Regions from separate parts of the Danio rerio genome. Here region 1 is linked to region 2. A link is a contact called in public Hi-C data. All regions are on one chromosome and are shown on one strand. The core of a region is the stretch at or near the end of the contact, and the rest is flanking DNA. Distances in the headings are between cores, read along the strand shown.

What was found. Hi-C and Micro-C count contacts between places; a contact is called where the count stands out from the background.
Region 1: a Hi-C map of an unstated tissue shows a contact between it and region 2, with 2.7 times the contacts expected there. The contact joins the promoter of dgkq here to the enhancer-like site in region 2. A contact is called at or near these places in 3 of 18 Hi-C or Micro-C datasets (caudal fin, hematopoietic stem cells and an unstated tissue).

What each region holds. Positions count from the first base shown.
Region 1 is chr14:57,635,318-57,642,066 of GRCz12tu, forward strand. It overlaps dgkq (diacylglycerol kinase theta), which reads right to left and starts at 4,699. Exons shown (of 23, transcript XM_073922337.1): 1 at 4,084-4,699. The coding sequence starts at 4,291.
Region 2 is chr14:57,580,063-57,586,954 of GRCz12tu, forward strand. It overlaps dgkq (diacylglycerol kinase theta), which reads right to left. Exons shown (of 23, transcript XM_073922337.1): 14 at 6,650-6,688; 15 at 535-650. Among named protein-coding and RNA genes, the nearest start is that of dgkq, 57 kb to the right of the region's middle. Within about 2 kb of position 4,404, at least 3 of the 62 cell types and tissues checked have an H3K27ac peak or open chromatin away from gene starts, as enhancers often do.

The DNA of each region.
Region 1 (6,749 bases), core at 3,449-5,948, 56 kb after region 2:
ACACACACACACACACACACACTCTCTGAAATGCGCTGCAGCATATCTACCCAGATGAGAGCTGTGCTGGTCGGACTGCTCATCAAGCATCTCCCGCTGGATCTAATCTCACTATATTTGCTAAACGTGATATTTGATTCATCTTGTTGTCTTTAGCCCCTTTCACACATACAGGCCTTTCCGGAAAATTACCGGCAATTTTCCGGAAAGCTTGTATGTGTGAACAGGTCCTTTTTGAAAATACCGGTAAATTCGTTCTGGCTATTTTCCGGAAAGAGAAGTTGTAACATTACCGGTAATTTGCCGGAATGCTGCGCTGTGTGAATGCAGAAGGAAGATTACCGTAATAAGCGTGTGCACGTCTAGAACGGGCTGACGTGAGACGTCTGCTTTAGCCAATCACAACAGTCAGACGCATTTACGTCCGCGCGGTTTATGAGAATAAAAGCCTTTGAATATTTTTTCCAGACACATTTAGCTGCTAGAAGTTAGTCAGATCACGTTTATGTGTTCTTCTTAATGCTGTGTAAATAATCATGGATAAAATGTTTATGGTAATCCGTTGTTTGTTTACCTTCAAGCTTTGCGTGTGCCCGTGAGCGCCCATAGCGCCAGCACACACACATATCATGAACATCTCGACATGTGAAAGTGTTCCTCCATATGTTTTCATTGGAGTTCTACTCAATACTGATCCATCCGAAGAGTTTGTGATGTAGTCAAATGTTTACAAACACAAGCGCAGCCGTTTACAGCTCATTTGTGGTGAATGATGTCAGAATTTACCGGTATTTTGGAATGGATGTGTGAATGCTCTTTTCCCGAAAATTTCCGTAACGTCCTCGTCTGTGTGAACAGCGCTTTTTTCAATATACCGGTAAAGTCGTTCCGGAAATTTTCCGGATATTTACCGGTATCACTGTGTGAAAGGGGCTTTTATCTAATGACATATTCCCTGACTTATTTTCTGAATCTGTCACTTGTTCACAGGTAACGTGTTTTGGCTGAGCGCAAAGATAAATTAATAATTAATGTATCTACGTACATCCTGTATACTGACTGATCGCTTGCCTTTATTTCCTATTAATGTACAAACGTACTGTACGTTATACTTTAATAATGGCCATTATCGATTATTAACAGTGATATTCAGTGAAAGAGAGGGTGTGTTTCGTGTTTTAAATGAAAGTTAAAGGAGGCAGTGATGTAATGTTATAAATATCCACACAGTGAAGATGACGCTCAAATAATTCAGGAAATAAATAATGCTCAGCTCACAAGACCTCTATTGTACTTTACAAAAGCCGAGTTATTTTTAACCCATTGTTGTGTCAACCCAAAAGCTTAGCTTAACCCAAATTACCCAATATTTATTTTGTCCTTATTTGACCCAGCTGTTGGGTTAAAACAAGCCAGCACCTTTATTAGTGTATTCAACTCCAGAACTCTCGCTCATTTTCCTTCAGCTTAGTTTGTTATTTTTCAAAGGTCACCACAGTGGAATGAACCGCCAACTATTCCAGCATATGTTTTACACAGCGGATACCCTTCCAGCTGCAACCCATCACTGGCAAACACTTATTCACACACACACATATACACTACGGCCAACGTAGTTCATTAACCCTCCTATAGCGCATGTGTTTGGACTATGGGGGAAACCAATGCCAACATGGGGAGAACATGCAAACTCCACACAGAAACACCAACTGACCCAGCTGAGACTCGAACCGGTGACCTTCTTGCTGTAAGGCCACAGTGAACCACCGTATCGCCCTGCTCTAAACAGTTACTCGCTAATTCTTCAGCCGACTGAGCTGCTCGGTAAAGAAACAAACAGACAGAAGGAGGAGAGTAAATCCCGTCTGCCTGTCCTCCATCAATCACACAGACCTCATCAAAGTGTGACTATAGTCAATCCCAGATTCCTGTCCGACAGCAGGAGTGTGTGCATCGATCTGCAGCAATCTGTCTTCTCCGGTTAGTGGACAAATGAGCGGTCGATGTGGACGAGAGACGGAGAGAGGGAGAGATGCTGGACATCCTCCATCTATTTACTACCATCCGCCTCCTTCATTCCCACATCCACAGATCATAACCGGTCAATCAAAACTAGTGGAGATGTCCATTTGGATCAGAATCTGAAAGAGATGCTGGGTTGTTTTTAGGGCTTCAGAAACGAATCGATAATCATCAGGTAGTTTTAATGAATCCCGTTATGGGGATGTTGGGTGGAATTACCGGTGCTGTGTGAAATACAGCTGTCCCCAAGTTCCACGTCCAGCACCGGCATCTCACCTTCGCAACCAGACTAGACATGCTCCGATCAGGATGTTTGCAAGCACTGATTCCTTGTCATGATGATCAAGCAAATCGGTGCTCGTTCAAGCGGGTGACAATCACACTGTGTGAACTATCAAAGACACAATCTGAGAGAATCGCTGACATCTGTGAGATATTCGGCGTGCTGAATATCTGGAGCTGTCGGCGATTCAAATCATGCCGTGTGAAATGTGCTCACAGCACGCTTGTTAAAACAAAACAAAACATTGGGTTTGTCCATATATAATAATATATTATTTGTAAGAATAAAATTAAATGTCTAAATGACCCAAAATGCATTTAAATGACTAAATAACCCCAAAATGCATGAGTATCATCCACTCTAAACACCAAATCACCACAGTATTCTCTGGTAGACTACAGACAGCAGAACAGCACGCTTCTGCAAGACAATATTGTTGACATGTTGATCTGAATGAAAGATGTGGAGCATCAGCATCTCACCTTCACAAATAAACCTGATGATGGGTTCTTTTTAATGATGATTAAAAATGATGATGGCACTTGTTAATCAAGTGGTTTATTTGCAAACAGTGGGATTTTAGAGTGAATTTCTAAACCTAAAATGCATCCAAATGCCTAAATAATCCAAATGCATGAGTATCATCCACTGTATACACCAAATAACCACAGTATTCTCTAGCACTGACAGCAGAACAGCACACTTTTGCACATCAATATTGTTGACATGTTGATCTGAATGAAAGATGTGGAGCACCAGCATCTCACCTTCACAAATAAACCCAATGATGGGGTCATTTTTAATGAACTAATTAAAATGGCACTTGTTAATCAAGTGGTTTATTTACAAACAGTAACTAAACCCAAAATACATCCAAATGCCTATAACCCAAATGCATGATTATCATACACTGTATACACCAAATTACCACAGTATTCTCTAGCACTGACAGCAGAATTAATTAGCTTCTGCAAGACAATATTGTTGACATGTTGATCTGAATGAAAGATGTGGAACACCAGCATCTCACCTTCACAAACCAACCCTTTTTTGCTGCAAAGCATATTTTTATAGTGAAATTAAATGTTTAAATGACCCAGACATGCAGACTGTGAGAATGGTCCAATGCTATGGCATACCTTCAACAAATTAGCATTGTCTAAAATAATAATACCATGGCATGTTTTTGCAAGGCACATAATGACCCATAAAGCATTCAGATGTAAATATCATCCACAGTATTCTCTACTAAAAATCTCAAATTAACACAACATCTGGGTTTGTTCATATTTTAGCCGACATTTGGATTTAAAAAAAGCATTAACAATAAAAATAAATGTCTAGATAAGGCAAGATGCATGAGTATCACCCACTGCTATACGTCAAATTACCACAGTATTCTCTGGTAGACTACAGACAGCAGAACAGCACGCTTTTGCACGTCAATATTGTTGACATGTTGATCTGAATGAAAGATGTGGAGCACCAGCATCTCACCTTCACAAGCAAACCTGACCATGGGGTCATATTTTAATGAACTAATTAAAATGGCACTTGTTAATCAAGTGGTTTATTTACAAAGAGTGGGATTTTAGAGTGGATGTCTAAACCCAAAATGCATCCAAATCCCTATAACCCAAATGCATGAGTATCATCCACTGCTATACGCCAAATCACCACAGTATTCTCCAGCACTGACAGCAGAACAGCACGCTTCTGCAGGACAATATTGTTGACATGTTGAGCTGAATGAATGATGTCGAGCACCAGCGTCTCACCTTCACAAACAAACCCGACGATGCCCCAGATGAAGTCGCTGCAGTGATGGCAGAAGGTCGGTTTGGTGAGCGTGACTTTCCGAAAGCAGTGACCTGGAGCGTTGACCGAGTACCGCGCCTTCGAGCCGGGCGACTGCTGCGCCTTTTTCCGCGCGGGCGCGGGGCTTGAGCTCGGGCTGTCGAGCTTCACCCGCCCGCTGTCTGCCATCGCTTCCAGTGCAGGAGATCCAGTGTCGTGGGAGTCACATATGTGTTCAACTCAACCGATTCACCACGCCACAGTGAATCGCCGAGAGTCGGAAACGCGCTACAGTGAATCAGTGTGACAGAACGCGCGTTTTACCCTGGTTTCCCCGTGAAAGCTCCGGTGTCTGACCGTGTTAAACTCAATCAATGTGCCAGTCTGCCAGAGTTCAGCAGCAGGAGAGATGAACCGCCGCGTCCACACGGATCCTGTAGCGAGTCTTCAGAACGCACAGCTGTGGATGAGCTTTTATTTACTCCGCTTTTCACTCTTTCAGCAGTGTAAACCTTCACTAACACAAGAGACTGTAACTTCCGCCTGTAGTAGAGCTCCGGACACACACACACACACAAACACACTCACACTCATAGCAGGAGCCGCAGCTGTGGCAAGCCGTATTTATATGCATCTCATTAAAATAGACCGTGTCAGCCACTGTCGCTGCTAAAGCTGCATGTACAGTATGTGGTGTCTTTTTTAAATGCTGCATGATTCTTTACATGCCAAAACTTTTAAAACTGGCTAAATTACGAGGTATGCTATCCATCTCAGATGCAGAAAAGCTAGTCCATGCTTTTATGAGCTCTAGGCTGGATTACTGTAACGCCTGTTTCACACCGCAAGCGTCAGCAGCGCGTCAGAGCGAGGCGTGAGCGTCGCCGAAGCAGCAGTGCAGCGATAGTTTCGGCGCTGGGTCTATTTTTGACGCGCTGCTCACGCGCAATTAAAGTGACAGTGCATTTATAATGACCAAAACACATTGAATGACAGTAAAAAGAAGCAATTTTACCCAATAAATGCGTTAATAATGTCAAATGGTTTATATATAGTCATTCAAATTAACTTAAAACGATTAAAAACGGCAACAAACATTTATTTAGGCCCGAACTACAAAACCAAATGTAAAACAATTTTAGTGTCAGTTTTGCTTAAGTTGCACACTAGTGTTGCAGGAGAGGGGAAATAGAATATTTACGGGATTTGTAGTCCATGGCGAAGTGTATTGTGGGTAGTGTAGTTCGGCACGCATGCTGGATGATGTGAGCTCGCTGTGTTCTGTGCAGTTGAGCAGAGGAAGAAAGTTTTAATCGGCTTTGTTTTATGTTCACTCGAGTTATTCCTACCGGGAGCTGTTTGCACTGTGAATCTGACAACACGAAAATAAGTAAAAGAATGGCATGCGTTGGTTACTTTCGTCCGTCTCATCCTCTGCACGAGCATGAATTAACGAGCTGTTATTCTGCCGCTGGACAGCACTGAAGCGGAGAAAGCAACACTAGTTTGATCATGTATAAATATCATTATAACTATATTGTATAAATATGATTATAACTAGGTCTACAGCAACCTGACAATCAAAAAACAAATGACACGATATCACAGGCGATTGTCTTCTGACAGTAGACACTTCTCATATAAGTTAGCTTGAGAAGCATACAGTACTATTTGATCTATAAAATTTGTAAAATAAACATTTGCAGGTTAAAGAAACAGCATAGGAGGGCCCTTGGTGCAGATGAAAAGTTTAAAAAGTGTATTTGTATATAGAGAGACATGGATAGATAGAATAGACAGATAGATCAGAATTGATCTCTGCAGCAGCTGCCGAAGAGCTGCGCGCTGCAGACGCAGCTGGTGTGAAAGACAAACGCCTGCGTGCTGCTACTGCTCGACATACGCGCTGCTCACGCTCTGCTCACGCGCCGCTGACGCTTGCGGTGTGAAACAGGCGTAATGCTCTGTTTGCTGGCTGCCCAGCATCCTCTATTAATAAACTTCAGCCAGTACAAAATGCAGCAGCCAGAGATCTTACAGCTCTAGAAAACATGATCATATCACCTCAATGTTCTCCTCCTTACACTGGCTGCCTGTTCAGTTTCATATTGAATTTAAAATATTACTTCTCACCTATAAAGCTCTAAATAATCGAGCTCCTGTTTATCTAACCAACCTTCTGTCTCGCTACAATCCAACTCGCTCTTTAAGATCTCAAAACTCAGGGCTTCTGGTAGTACCTAGAATAGCAAAGTCTACTAAAGGAGGTCGAGCCTTCTCATTTATGGCTCCTACACTCTGGAATAGCCTTCCTGATAATATCTGAGGGTCAGACACACTCTCTCAGTTCAAAACTAGATTAAAGACCTGTCTGTTTAGTAAAGCACACACTCAATGCATCACTTAGCAGGTTTCCACACAAGTTTCTGCATCTTGTTTATATACACTATGAACAGCAGCTACGCTAATTATTCTCTTTATTCTCTATTTTCACCTGGGGAAACTCATCCCGAGGCCCTCAGATTATGCGGAGTCACTGATTGGATCATTGCAACATATTATGTCTAATATATCTAATATATATTTCATATATAATATTATGCAACAGAATATAATAGAGTCCCATATGACTCGTGTTATCCTGTGA
Region 2 (6,892 bases), core at 3,154-5,653:
GTGTGTGTGTCTATGTGATTCTGTTTCCGTGTGTGTGTGTCTCTTTCTGTGCATCTGTGTATGTGGAGTAAATACTGCAGTTTCTCTGTCGGCCACAAGAGGGAGATGAAGATAAAGCTGAACCTGCATCATGAGTCTTAAAGGGACAGTTCACCCAAACATTTGAAAGTAAAACATAAAACCACGTCACTCTCCCTGTCCAATAAACTGATCATCTGACTGCAAAAGCATTCAAATATACTCAAATATTAACATCATATAATCTCTGAAAAAGGGATTTAAATAGTCAGAATGTGGATGAAAACTCTAAAAATGGCATGTAAAATGTCAACCGTTTTGTTGCAGTTTTAAACAAACCATCAGAGCAAGTGTTATTAGTAACAAATACTATCTTCTAGTTATTTAGCAAGACACTAGTGTTCAGCTTAAGGTGCTGTACTGTATGTATCCTCTGTGTGTGTGTGTGTGTGTGTGTGTGTGTTGTATATATATATATATTGTGTGTGTGTGTGTGTGTGTGTGTGTTTTGCGCACCAGGATCTCAGGGATGACCAGCGAGCAGAGCTGTTTCCCACTGATGCTGACGTCTTTGGCCAACATGTAGATCCGCTCGGCCTCGGAGAAACAGCTGATCTGCAGAACCACAGCACCTGAACACACACACACACACACACACACAGCGCTGATTATTATAGCTCTGAATTATTTTTACTAATTCAATTTTACTTGTATAGCTCCTTACACAATAATTATCCTTCCATAGGCAAGGCAAGGCAAGGCAAACTTTATTTATAGAGCACAATTTAACACAACCGTAGTTGATCCAAAGTGCTTTACAATAAAATAAACTAGACAATAAAACTAAAAATAACTGGTATTAAAAATACAATTAAATATATTTAAAAGTAATACTAAAATATAAATAATAAAAAACAACATGCATGCATCAGTCAAAGGCAAGAGAGTAAACAGCGCTGATTATTATAGCTCTGGATTATTTTTACTAATTCAATTTTACTTGTATAGCTCCTTACACAATAATTATCCTTCCATACAGCTTTATAAAAGGTGCACATTATTACTGCATTACAGTCAAAACACACTGCAGTTCTGCACACACACACACACACTCATTAATATATTAATATTACACAGTTATCTTTATAGCTGAAGTCAGAATTATTCGCCCCCTTCGTTTTTTTTTTTTTTTCTTCTTTTTTAAAATATTTCCAAATGATTTTTACCAGAGCACAGTATGTCTGATAAAAACAAAAAAAACTTCTGGAGAAAGTCTTATTTTGGCTAGAATAAAAGCAGTTTTTACATTTTTTTAATTCATTTTAAGCTCAATATTATTAGCCCCTTTAAGCTATATTTTCCTCGATAGTCTACAGAACAAACCATCATTATACAATAACCTGCCTAATTACCCTAACCTGCCTAGTTACCCTAATTACCCTAGTGAAGCCTTTAAATGTCACTTAAAAGCTGTGTAGAAGTGTCTTGAAGAATATCTAGTGTAGGTGTGACCAACCCTGTTCCTGGAGATCGACCTCCCTGCAGATTTCAGTTGCAACCCATATCAAATACACCTGCCTGTAATTATCAAGTGCTGTTCAGGTCCTAATTAATTGGTTCAGGTGTGTTTGTTCAGGGTTGGAGCTGAACTTTGCAGGAAGGTCGATCTCCAGGAACAGTGTTGAGCACCACTGATCTAGTGTGACGCCTAATGCGCTGTCATTTGTTTGCCGTGTCTGTTTGTGTGTCTGTTTTGCTCCCTCTACAGATGCGCTGTAACATTGTGCGGCATCATAGATATATACACTAGATATCGCATAGGGACCCTGAGCATGCGTCAATAGCGCCGCCATATTGGTACAGTGCTCCCAGGACAAATGTCATTCAACCGCACTAGACAACACAGTGTTATTACATGAAGATGTGGGACTTTAGCGCTGTCTACGGGTGTAGTAACGAGAAAACAAAGAAAACAAAGCACAAAGGCAGAACATTTCATAGGTAATATTAAGTTTTTTCTGTTTTTGTATGTTCTGAACTTTTGATGTGATGTGATCCATCAATGTAGAAAAGTGATGTAAAATTATAAATTTTGTAATTAGAAAAAAAAATTACACACTAACATCCAGGAAAACTCCCGATCATAGATATATGTGTATATGTGTATATCTCTGGCTTTGGATAGCCACAGTCCTCCACTGTACCTTGGTCCCGCATTCATTTCAAAGGAGCGCTACCCTGTAGCAAGATGGCGGCGCTATTGACGCATTCCGTCCAATAGACAACAATAGGCCAGGCGACATCTAATGTATATATCTATGCCGCGGCATTATCAGGTGGATGGGGAACACCTGAGTCTAAGTGTGCGCTCTTTTATCAGCGTCCTGCCACTGTTTGGGAGACTCTTCCGGCTAAGGGTTGGACGGAGACCAGCGGCGTGCGAGTTGGCGGGGTGTTTTGCCTAATGTTAAGTCACAGTGGGCTTAAAATAAACTTTTGAAAACGTGACTTTTGGCTTCCCCCTCTTTTTTTTCTTGTTTCGCCTCGAGGGCGTAACACTAGTCTAATATGATTGCTTTTAGTAATGTTTCATTTGTTTCAGCATGTCTGCTAATGCTTATTGTAAGGCGACCTTGGGTGTCTAGAAAGGCGCCATTTACAAATAAAATGAATTATTATTATTATTATTATTATTATATTATTTACTGTTATCATGGCAAAGATAAAATAAATCAGTTATTAGAGATGACTTATAAAAACTATTATGATTAGAAATGTGCTGAAAAAATCTGCACCCTGTTAAACAGAAATTGGAGAAAAAAATAAACAGGGGGGCGAATAACTCTGACTTTAACTCTATATATATATATATATATATATATATATATATTAGTGCTGGACAAAGGTTAATCGCAAAGGTTAATCGCAACATTTATATTTACATATATTTTATAATATTTTATACTGTATAATAAGATTTCATGATTAATTAAAGACATATTGCACTGCTCAAAACAATAAAAAGAACTCCAAGTGCCCCCTTTATTTTTTGAGTAGTATATATATATATATATATTCATTCATTCATTTCTTGTCGGCTTAGTCCCTTTATTAATCCGGGGTCACCACAGCGGAATGAATCGCCAACTTATCCAGCAAGTTTTTACGCAGCGGATGCCCTTCCAGCCGCAACCCATCTCTGGGAAACATCCACACACACATTACACACACACTCATACACTATGAACAATTTAGCCTACCCAATTCACCTGTACCACATGTCTTTGGACTGTGGGGGAAACCGGAGCACACGGAGGAAACCCATGCGAAGGCAGGGAGAACATGCAAACTCCACACAGAAACACCAACTGAGCCGAGGTTCGAACCAGCAACCCGGCGACCTTCTGAGCACTACCTACTGTGCCACTGCCTCGCCCTATATATATATATATATATATATATATATATATATATATATATATATATATATATATATATATATATATATATATATATATATATATATATATATATATATATATATATATAAGGGCTATACAAAAATAAAGTTTATTATAAGTTTATTATATTATTATTATTTATTTATTAATGGGACATCACGGTGGCACAGTGGGTAGCATGATCGCCTGACAGCAAGAAGGTCACTGGTTTGAGTCCCAGCTAGGTTAGTTGGTGTTTCTGTGTGGAGTTTGCATGTTCTCCCCGTGTGGGTTTCCTCCGGGTGCTCTGGTTTCCCCCGCAGTCCAAACACATGTGTTATAGGGGAATTGGGTATGCTAAATTGTTGCTGTGAGGCCACAGTGCTAACCATAACCAATGTTTAGTATTTTAAAGCCTCAGCAGGTCTATTAGAAGCACAGCAGAAAAGTTCACAGCACAGTTTGTTAGTGAGAGGAACAATAAGAGCTGTAGGTGTCAGAAACGTGTGACAAACACTGCATATTTTAAGACCAACACATTTCTAAAGTCCTCCACATCCTCATCAGCATGAGTTTGGCTGATGCAGATGATGGTGTTTGTGTGTGTGTGTGTGTGTGTGCGCAGAACAAGGCCTTTATTTACAGCGTCGCCCAAACACACAGTTATCAAATACAGTCATGAGAGCAAACACAAAGACACACATTATTGCAGAGTCCACAGCCTGCTCTCCCACTGAGACCTCAGATCATTATATTCAATGCACCGTGCAGCAAATATCAGTTCATTCATATTTTACGCATTATGTTTTTTGATTCACTGTGTTTTTTCAATTTATTTACAGTTATTAAATAGATTATGGGATGCATTACTCATCTGCTCTGTCAACTTTTGATTTCTAAAATCAAACAAAGTGACTTTAATTGATATTTCAGTAGATTGAAATAGGCTGCATTCACACTGCATGTTCAAGTGACCCAATTCTGATTTTTTCTGTAGTCATGTGACACAGATCGGATATGGAAGCCTGTTCCTGTAACTGAAGAAAAATAAATAAATAAATACAATGTTAAAAAAATTATTAAGTCAGAATTCTGTGCTATAAAGTCTGAATTTTGAGTTATTACGTCTAAATTTTAAGTTATAAAGTCTGAATTGCAAGTTAAGTCAGAATTGTGAGTTAAAAAAGTCAGAATTTTCAGCTGTAAAGTCAGAATTTTGAGTTATTAAGTCAGAATTTCGAGTCAAGTCAGAATTTAGAGTTAAGTCAGAATTTTGAGTTATTAAATCAGAATATTGAGATATAAAGTCAGAATTTAGAGTTATGAAGTCAGAATTTCAAGTTATTAATTCAGAATTTTGAGTTAAATCAGAATATTGAGTTAAGTCAGAATTTTGAGTTATTAAATCAGAATATTGAGTTAAGACAGAACTGCGAGTTATAAAGTCAGAATTTTCAGTTAAGTCAGAATTTTGGGTCATAAAGTCAGAATTGCTAGTCATAAAGTCCAAATTTCGAGGTATTAAGTCTGAATTGCGAGTTAAGTCAGAATTTTGGGTTATTAAGTCAGAATTGCGAGTTATAAAGTCAGAATTTCGAGTTATTAAATCAGAATTTTCAGCTATAAAGTAAGAATATTGAGTTATTAAGTCAGTATTTTGAGTTAAGTCAGAATTCCGAGTTATAAAGTCAGAATATTGAGTTATAAAGTGAGAATTTCAAGTTATTAAGTCAGAATTGCGAGTTATTAAGTCAGAATTTCGAGTCAAGTCAGAATTTAGAGTTAAGTCAGAATTTTGAGTTAAATCAGAATTTTGAGTTAAATCAGAATTTAGAGTTAAGTCAGAATTTTGAGTTATTAAGTCAGAATATTGAGTTATTAAGTCAGAATTTAGAGTTATGAAGTCAGAATTTCAAGTTATTAAGTCAGAATTGCGAGTTATTAAATCTGAATTGCGAGTTAAGTCAGAATTTTGGGTTATTAAGTCCGAATTGCTAGTTATAAAGTCAGAATTTCGAGTTATTAAGTCTGAATTGCGAGTTAAGTCAGAATTTTGGGTTATTTAGTCAGAATTGCGAGTTATAAAGTCAGAATTTCGAGTTATTAAATCAGAATTTTCAGCTATAAAGTCAGAATTTTGAGTTATTAAGTCAGAATTTTGAGTTAATTTAGAATTCCGAGTTATAAAGTCAGAATATTGAGTTATAAAGTGAGAATTTCAAGTTATTAAGTCAGAATTGTGAGTTATTAAGTCAAAATTTTGAGTTATAAAGTCAGAATATTGAGTTATTAAATCAGAATTTCAAGTTATTAAGTCAGAATATTGAGTTATTAAGTCAGAATTCCAAGGTATTAAGTCAGAATTTAGAGTTATAAAGTCAGAATTTCAAGTTATAAATTCAGAATTTTAAGTTATTAAGTCAGAATTTTGAGTTATTAAATCAGAATATTGAGTTAAGTCAGAACTGCGAGTTATAAAGTCAGAATTTTCAGTTAAGTCAGAATTTTGGGTCATAAAGTCAGAATTGCTAGTTATAAAGTCCGAATTTCGAGTAATTAAGTCTGAAATGTGAGTTAAGTCAGAATTTTGGGTTATTAAGTCAGAATTGCGAGTTATAAAGTCAGAATTTCGAGTTATTAAATCAGAATATTGAGTTATAAAGTGAGAATTGCAAGTTATTAGGTCCGAATTGCGAGTTATTAAGTCAGAATTTTAAGTTATTAAGTCAGAATTGCGAGTTATTAAGTCAGAATTGCGAGTTATTAAGTCAGAATTGCGAGTTATTAAGTCAGAATTTTAAGTTATTAAGTCAGAATTGCGAGTTATTAAGTCAGAATTTTAAGTTATTAAGTCAGAATTGCGAGTTATTAAGTCAGAATTTTAAGTTATTAAGTCAGAATTGCGAGTTACTAAGTCAGAATTGAGTTATAAAGTCCGAATTTCAAGTTATTAAGTTATTCAGAAAACTGTGTTTTTTCAATTTATTTATGGTTATGAATTGCATTATGGGATGCATTGTAGTAAAATGCAATGTTAAAATGCAACGTTATGTTAATAAAATGCAAAATGGACTATGTTGAAAAAAAAAACACTCCACAATAGGACTAAATAAGAAATACAAATGCCTAATTGTGAATGCAACACATCATATTGCACTACTGGCAATAATAATATGAATGATCAGTCTTACCTTGTCCTGCATAAACATGAGTGATGGACACCAGATGACCTGAGTGAGAGAGAGAGAGAGAGAGAGAGAGAGAGAGAGAGAGAGAGAGAGAGAGAGAGAGAGAGAGAGAGAGAGAGAGAGAGAGACTGATATTTAATTGCATCTTTCAAATCTTACATTTCTGACAAATACAGGAAAATTAAGGCATATTTTGGGAAAAATTCCAGTCTGATATCACCAGCACATTGTTTCTTGATAATTTAT